Regions from separate parts of the Mus musculus genome. Here region 1 is linked to region 2. A link is a contact called in public HiChIP or PLAC-seq data. All regions are on one chromosome and are shown on one strand. Each heading gives the region's core, a stretch centred on a gene start, on an enhancer-like site or on the middle of the called end of the contact. The rest is flanking DNA. Distances are from core to core; before and after follow the strand shown. Region 1 overlaps Adamts12 (a disintegrin-like and metallopeptidase (reprolysin type) with thrombospondin type 1 motif, 12). Region 2 overlaps Adamts12 (a disintegrin-like and metallopeptidase (reprolysin type) with thrombospondin type 1 motif, 12).

Region 1 (4,063 bases), core at 1,298-3,797, 75 kb after region 2:
CAGACTAGCTGCTAATGCTGTGCCTCAGTCAGGAAAGCCATCAGGAATTATATCTTGGGTCACAGTAAGTATGAGTCTTGTTAATGACCGATACATCAACCAGCCAACAGAAAGGGCAGGGTGGGACTGCTGAGCCGTGCTGAAGCAGCTGTCCGAGTGTAGACTATCTACTCAGAGAAGTGGAAGCTCGATTTATGTGAAGGCTCTTTAGCTGGGTGAAGCGGATCACTAGACTATTTAGGATCATCGCTCTTGCTTAAAGTTAACTGGTTATGGATCTTAGTCACGTCTGCAGATGCCTTCACAGCATCCCAGAGAGTAATGGCTAATGACAGGGATGGGGCAGTGCCTCGCCATGGTGAGAGAAAAGATGATCATAATGCTATATCTTTTGTGTGTGTCTTTATCTGAAATTGTTTGTAAATTGATATCTTTTCTTGTTCTCTACTTTTGGTATCTGGAAGTTACCACTGTTTTCATGCTTTAATGTTGTGATGTGTTTAATGCTGGGGAGGGCTTTTCAGGCTACCCGGCCCACCTTACTGCAAGACTTCGAAGCCTCGGGTAGTTACTTGAAAGTTTTTAGGTTGTCTTTTCAAAATGATATGTACAGACACTATTAAATATTAACTAACAAGTTATAATTAGTGGATCTTTGCAATAGATCACTGTGTTATTTGGCATGTCGGATCAGTAATTCGATATATCAGAGCAAAGCTTTAAACTTTCGAGTGTTTATATCTTGTTCTGAGTTAATGGCTATGCAGTGAGTTGAAGACTCTAAATGACCTCTTTATTCCGTGTTGCGTCTAAATGTCTTCACTGGGCAGCACAAATAGTTTACTTGTAGACAGACTTTTTTTTTCACACATTCTCCCTGATTTTTGTCTTGGAGTTCTCGAGGTAGAATCCTCCTCTGTTTCTGGAGGCTCCTCTGTTTCTGGAGGCTCCTCTGTTTCTGGAGGCTCCTCTGTTTCTGGAGGCTCCTCTGTTTCTGGAGGCTCCTCTGTTTCTGGAGGCTCCTCTGTTTCTGGAGGCATTAGGAATGGAGCCACAGCAGCTGATGGTTTGCTTTATTAAGGCATCACGGAGGAAGAAGAGCTGCCGTGTTATTTTATTTATTTATTTGTTATTTATCTATTTATTTATTTGGTTATTGTAAGTCAGTAGAATAGCAGATGCGTGTACATCCACACATGTGATCTGCTTTAAGGGCTAGTAGGAGTTTTGGGAAAGTACTTTGGATATTTACTAATAAAAGGAACGAGGAGACTGACAACTATTTAATTCATGAGTTCCTAATAATAAGATTATTCATTTTACTTTATAGTAAGCAGATTAAATGGTAACTCTGGTGGCCTTGTTTGGTTAATAAACTCCATAGGCAAGACTTAGGGAACTCAGAGAGCCAGAGGCTGCGTTCCGAGTTGCTCCAGACTGCTGACATATTGATTTCTGAAGTGCAAGCTTTCTTAATTAAGTAGATCCCACAGTGATTCTCTCTTTACATTCCCTCAATGCTGGTCAGTCCATTGCTTTGTTCCTCCACCATTCCAGCTGTCAAGGTTTCTGGGCTCCATGCAGGAGAGCTCCTAGAGGAAGCTCTACTGGTCTATTCATTGTTCCTCCAGGATGGGCTCTGCTGGACCCGAGCTGTCAGAGAGGCTGAGACTGTATTCAAGGGTTGATTTTGGAAAGGATTGGAGTACAGAGGGATGCATTCTGGATTGCAAAAAGTGTCTCAGAGTCACTGTAACAAAGACTATTTTGGCTGGTGGATGGTTCTTTGTACGGGTAAGCCATCCTGATTCTGAAGAAACACTACCTGAAAGATTGGCTATCTCAGCGGTCTGGCACTTCTCCAACTGTGAAGGGAAATTAATCAGTGGCACTCATATTTGCAGTCAGTTGTGCTCAATATAAACAAATAAGTAAAGATTTACTTGGCTCTGTTTCAGACTTGTCAGTGAGGAGGAGAAGGTAACATGGAGCAGAGAAGCCCATATACCATGTAGCCAGAAAGCATGACAAGGAATGCAGGAAAGAATCAGGACAAGATATAGTTCTCATAGACCTAGCCCTAATGATCATATGCCTCCAACGAGGTCCCACTTTCTGCCTTTCTCTGCCTTCCAACATCACAGCATGAATCTGTCTGGGCATCAACCATTAGGTCAGGGCCTCTGTCATCTCTGAAAATGCCTTCATAAGTCACACCTTTACTGCTGAGAGTTATTCTTGATGCAATCAGTTTGAAAATTATTTTTAGCTCTCCCATAGAATCTGGTCATTCTACATTTCTCAAGATTGCTCGGTCATGAGTTCACCTGTGACCCTACTTGGAAAACCATATCATCCTAAACAAACAAACCCACATGCTTGCTCAACCAACCCAAATTATTACCTGGTCCTGTTATTTTTTACTACCTAATAGGTTTCTAAGCCACCCACCTTCCCCAGAGCCTTGCCATATGCTTCAGCCTCTTCTGGCTCTCATCTAGAATAGTACGTCAGCGTCCTAACTGGTCATTCTGCTCTTGACTTCTCTCACTGGAAGCCAGCTCCTTAAACATGAATCAGATTATCTTGCCGTTGCCAAGGAGGCCTCTCCCCATGTCTGGGACAAGAGCTTTCTGAGGCGTTTCAGGAGCTGCATCTTGTTGATACCTTTCTCCCCCCCACCCCCCGCCCCCTCTGGGTTCATCTCTTGTGTTTTGTTGAACTTACTTTACTTACTGAAAACCCCCAAGCTTCAAGCTTCGGCTTGTCTGCTGTCCTTGCACTTAGAGTTCCTCTGACTAAGCCTGCTTCTTTGGGTTACTTTTATCTATGTCACAGATGACTCAACACCAGTACTTTTGTGCCCACCACAGGCTTCATCGTGTGACGAGTCTGCCCGTTTGCTTCTGTGTACGCTGAGCCAGGAATCACATTTGCTAATTCCCACATGCATTCCAAAGATCTAGCAGAACCCTTGTCTGGGAAGAGAACTGAAAAGTATTGATCTCATAATCATTAACTTCCAGATTCTCTACACTGTCTCTCTCTCTCTCTCTCTCTCTCTCTCTCTCTCTCTCTCTCTCTCTCTCTCTCACACACACACACACACACACACACACACACACATACACACACACGTTTTTGTCTTTGTGGAACTGATTTAACTCTGAAAAAACCCCCACACTCTCTTGAAGGAATTTGTCCATGATATTAGTAGCCTCCTGACAAGAAACAGCACCCACCAACTTGAGATTTTTTTCAGTGTGTGTGTGTGTGTGTGTGTGTGTGTGTGTGTGTGTGTGTGTGTTCGGGGATGGTTTGAACTGGACTATGGCAGAGCCTTGGAAGATGAACTAGAAGTAAGATCCTGGTGGCTCAGCTACTGACCACAGCAACCCTGTGAAATAGTAATGACCTCTGAACCTAGGTTATGCATAGCTGTCAGGTTCTTGTGGGCCATAGGACAGAGTTACATCCTGAGCTAGCATCACAATCAACATCTTAGCATGCTTCTAGTCCCGTTCAAATGCTGTCCCTATGATTTCCTCTCCCCACCCTGGATTGCCTAGGAGGACTGCTGCTGGTCCTGCTCCTCCTGCATTCTGGTCATCTTCTCCCTCCTCTCAGATTACTTTCCTCTTCCTTCTCTGCCTCCCCAGTGTTCATCTTACACTGGCTGCTTTTTCTGCTTGCAAAAGTCCATCCTACAATGCCTAAATACTCTTAGGCTACTCAAGTGCTTTCCCCAAATCAACCAATCAGAGAAGCCTTCCTTGATCACCACCCAGCATACCTTTGCCTCCACTACTTTGAAAACCCTTTATACTGTTTAATATTTCTAGTGATTACCCAATGCTCTTTGCTCTTGGGGCCTTCTAATGTCCAGAATTTAGTTTTGCATGGGAGAACACTTCTTTTCTTTTGTTCTCTGCAATGTTATCAGTTATAGGACAAAGCTGCCATCCTAAGCACCTGCTAAATGCTAGATAAATGAGTAAATGGTGAATAAATCATACTTTATTAATGACTATGCCTCTGAACTTGTATTTAATTTCCACCTTGA
Region 2 (4,085 bases), core at 107-2,606:
AACATCAGATTACATTTCCTTGTCTTCCTAAACTGTGGCTCGGTGCACTACCACAGTGCAGCTGGTCCCTTTGCTACATCCAGTAGCCATGGTAACGCCAGGCTGTTGCTGCTGCTCTGTGGCCCTTTTCAGCTCATGGCTTTAAGTGCACAGTGCATTTATTCCACTGTGATTGATGATGATGGCGATGACTCAAGAAGGGGATAGTTATCAATCACCTTTACAGTTCTGAGACCAGTCCAGCCATTGCCTTCAAAGAACTGCAGAGTCCCAACTCTAAGCGTCAGGAAGAAGTTTAAAGAGGTTTTCATAGGGGTAGAAGGAAAACACAGTACCACATGTACCTACCGCGTACTCATCTTGCCTGCGGTCAGAGGCCATTGGTCTTGCTAAGATTATATGACCCAGTACAGGGGAATGCCAGGGCCAGGAAGTGGGAGTGGGTGGGTTGGGGAGCAGGGCAGGGGGAGGGTAGAGGGGATTTTCGGGATAGCATTTGAAATGTAAATGAAGAAAATATCTAATTAAAAAAACTCATTTATTAATAGATGAACCTTTTAAATTGGCCTCTACCTCCTTCACTCCAGTGATTTCTTGTAGTTTTCAACCATGAATTGTTGCTGTCACACTCTCTGAGCTCAGCTTTGTGGTTCTGAGATGATAATCACCTGAACACAGAACAATCCATCATCGGCATGCTTTCCAAAGCCTGAATCATTTATTTTCACATAATAGTGGAAGGAGGAAGAAGTGGAGGAAGAGGAGGAGGAGGAGGAGATGTGCGTATGTGTATTGTGTAGTATGTGTATGTGCAGTGTGTGTATGTGTAATGTATGTGTATGGTGTGTGTATTGCGTGTGTATGTAGTGTGTGTAGTATGTGTGTTTGTGTAGTGTGGATTATGTGTAGTGTTATGTATGTATAGTGTGTGCATGTGTATGTATAAAGCATGTGTGTAGTATGTGTGTCTGTGTAGTGTGTATTATGTGTAGTGTGTATATATGTGTTGTGTGTATGTATGTGTAGTGTATGTGTGTATGTAGTGTGTGTTTGTGTAGTATGTATTATGTGTAGTTTGTATGCATGCATGTATAGTGTGTATGTATGAGTAGTGTGTGTGTGTATGTGTGTGTATTAAATCATATAGACTGTTTCCAATGTGCTGAAAAAGAAAACACTCACTAGTTCCCCTCTCCAATAACTCACTTTATTCAAGATAAAGAGTGAATCTATTTTCTGAAATGTTGGGCTCTTTATTTTTGATCCTAAGTAAGTAACGACTTGGAGCAGCTATATAAAGGCTCGTATTGTTTAAGTTTATAGAAAAAAATCACTGTGGATCGTCCAAGCAGCTGAGGAAGTGACACATCCCTGCTGAAATTCATACTCAGGAATCACTTAGGAAGGCAGCCTTTGTTCCCGTCTGCCAGGTCGCTGCTGCTAAAGAGTGTCGTTTCTGTCATGGAAACAAATGAAATGTGTGCTTTGAAAAGAAATTTAGCTCTCCTTTCCATATGATCCAGGAGGCCATGGAGCTGTGGAATAGTCTAGCAGGTTCTAAGGAACAAGCTTTCAATTAGTGAGGCCAATGCTGCTACATTTTGAACACTTTAAACTTGTTAGATCCTAACTTCCCCCAAGGCAAGCATTAAGCATTCTCTTGCTGTGTTAATGCTGAGTGAGGATTCGTGGCATTTAAATACTGGGGTCCTGTGTTGGATAGTGTAGCTAGAGGAGTGATGTTTGAGACTATGAACACCCTCAAAGGCAGTCCAGTTCGGGCCAGTTGTAAAACCCCCACTGGCTCCTTTACCACACACAGAAAGAATGTGGTAATATTTCTGAGTTCTTGTTCTGGAACTCCAGATGAGGACAGATGAAGCTGAGGAGTGTGGGAAACTCACCCCTCCAGGCTTCTTGCTTGGCTCCTGAACACAAATGTGGGGGTTCATATTTTAATCTCGTCTGATACCTGAACACAAATGTGGGGGGGGGTTCATATTTTTAAAAACTCATCTGAGTAGTGGTTGCCTGAGTGTCAGAGGTCATTATATCTTCCCAGGGGAAGGGGAACAAATGGCTCTGTTTATCCCCTGCCTCTGCTTCTGGCTGAGGAATGTCCCCTGACTTCTGACCTTTGGGGTTGTCTGTTCAAGCCCATGCTTACTCAGACATGAGACATTAGACTGAGCGTCTGGCTGGTGGAAATTCCTAGCTTCACTGTGGGTGCTTTGTGGGGCAGGCTCCTAAACACAGTGAGCCCCACCTCTCTTTCTTGTTTGTTACTTTTTCATTCATCCTTTCACCTTGTAGGTTCCTACCATGATGGACTGGCAGTGGGAGGGAGAGACCCACAATACCAGGAAATGGAGAGGGGGCATTGTTTTCTCCTCTGCCTGGGTCCTGGCATCTGCAGGAAGAATTGAGAAAGAGCCTTTGTTAATATGGGACATAGGAGGCCAGATACCCTATTATGGGGCTAACAACCTTGTTTAAATGTTTATACAGATTTATCATACAGCCGGACATGACTCCCTTCTCGTGGACGCCTCTGCTCCAGAGTCTATCATAGCTGTTTTCTTCCCAGAAACTGAAGACTGGGAGCCCAGAGTGTCCTCTAAATATTCTTGCCTTATTATCTCCATTCTTTTTGCCACCATGTGAATCATGGGTTCCGGGAGCTTAAATCTTAGGAAAAGCTAGTTCCTTCTCCTCTGACTGACATTTATTAGTCGGGATTTGGGAAAATGGACAAGCAAGAGGATTGAGCTTTAAGTTCTATGTAATTTATACTAAAAAGTTGTAGTTACTTGTGGGAGGTCATCTTTTAGTGGCCACAGGAGTAGTTATTTTTGATCAGACAACCTATATGAAATAAGTCCCATGGATTTGGAAGTCAGGAACAGAGCTCAGGACTTAGCTAGATTTTATACTAATGCCGTTACCCCATACAAAAGCCTCTGTGGCGTTTGTTACTTTAGGTGAACCAGGTCCTTGTGGCCCATGGATTAGACAGATGGGCATCTCATGGGAGCTTGTGAGAAATGCACATTCTATGGTTGTATCTACCTTCTGACTCAGACTTACACTTTAACAAGATCCCAGGTGATTTCTATAAGGATGCAAGAATCACTGACCCACTGACCCACTGACCCAGAGGTACCAATGCTATTTTATTTTACCTTTCTGTTCATTGCATCTTATTGGCGAATTATATTTCTGAAAGTTTGGCGATCCTTATGCACTGTAGTGGATTCATGGGTTAGTTCATTGACAATTCAATACTGAGTGGACTTTTAGGAAGTAGGACCTAGCTACACAAAGCAGGTTACTCTCTAGAAGTGTGCTTCAAAGGATGTATGTGGTATCCTCTCTCTCTCTCTGTTGACTGGTTATCACTACCCACGAAACCTCTACCATCTTATGCTTCTACCATGCTATTGCACTTTGCCTAGGACCCAAGGCAGTGGGGGAGGCTGACCATGAGCTGAAACCATTAGCTAAATCGATGGGTCCTTCCTCCAAATGGATTGTCTCAGGTATTTTCTCAGGGTGAGGGAAAGCAAAGCCTTCGGCCCATGAATGAATCTTTGAGGTATATTTAGAATCTAAGTCACACCAGAAGAATCTTAGTGATTCAGTGTGATCTAAAGAGTCAGGGGACTGGGGAGCTGTTCTAGTTGGTAAAGTACTTGGTATAGACGCATGATGACTGGAGTTTGCATCCCTAGCATCCATGTAAAGAATAGGGATGGGGTGGTATGCCCTTTAATTCTGGCATTGGAAAGACAGAGAGAAGATGACCCTAGAGCCTGGGTGGCTAGAGAATCTAGCTGGATTGGAAAACCACAGGCCCAACAGAAGACTTAATCTCAGAAAAATAAATTAGACATTGAAAGATGAAGGTATCAAACCTCTGACCTATACATGCATGTGCATGCACTTATACACGAGTGTACACATACACATGAACATGATGTACTCATGTGTAATATATGTGCAGACTGAGAAGATATAAAGGACATTGCAGACCTAAATAAGAGTGGTTAGAGTGACCAAATATACCTGCTCATCATATTGTTTTG

Evidence for each region. HiChIP or PLAC-seq counts read pairs in DNA pulled down with a chosen protein or histone mark.
Region 1: a contact with region 2 is called in a CTCF HiChIP or PLAC-seq map of the NIH/3T3 cell line, with 24 read pairs. The contact joins two enhancer-like sites. A contact is called at or near these places in 1 of 15 datasets of contacts at CTCF or cohesin (the NIH/3T3 cell line), 6 of 484 Hi-C or Micro-C datasets (MC3T3-E1-derived osteoblasts, adipose-derived mesenchymal stem cells, beige adipocytes and 2 more) and 1 of 115 datasets of contacts at active chromatin or transcription factors (embryonic fibroblasts).

What each region holds. Positions count from the first base shown.
Region 1 is chr15:11,156,729-11,160,791 of GRCm38.p6, forward strand. The region is part of intron 3 of Adamts12 (a disintegrin-like and metallopeptidase (reprolysin type) with thrombospondin type 1 motif, 12); the gene reads left to right. Among named protein-coding and RNA genes, the nearest start is that of Adamts12, 94 kb to the left of the region's middle. Within about 2 kb of position 2,548, at least 20 of the 459 cell types and tissues checked have an H3K27ac peak or open chromatin away from gene starts, as enhancers often do. A contact at or near this core is called in the NIH/3T3 cell line, beige adipocytes, embryonic fibroblasts and 1 more, where this site is marked.
Region 2 is chr15:11,083,020-11,087,104 of GRCm38.p6, forward strand. The region is part of intron 2 of Adamts12 (a disintegrin-like and metallopeptidase (reprolysin type) with thrombospondin type 1 motif, 12); the gene reads left to right. Among named protein-coding and RNA genes, the nearest start is that of Adamts12, 20 kb to the left of the region's middle. Within about 2 kb of position 1,357, at least 80 of the 459 cell types and tissues checked have an H3K27ac peak or open chromatin away from gene starts, as enhancers often do. A contact at or near this core is called in the NIH/3T3 cell line, beige adipocytes, embryonic fibroblasts and 1 more, where this site is marked.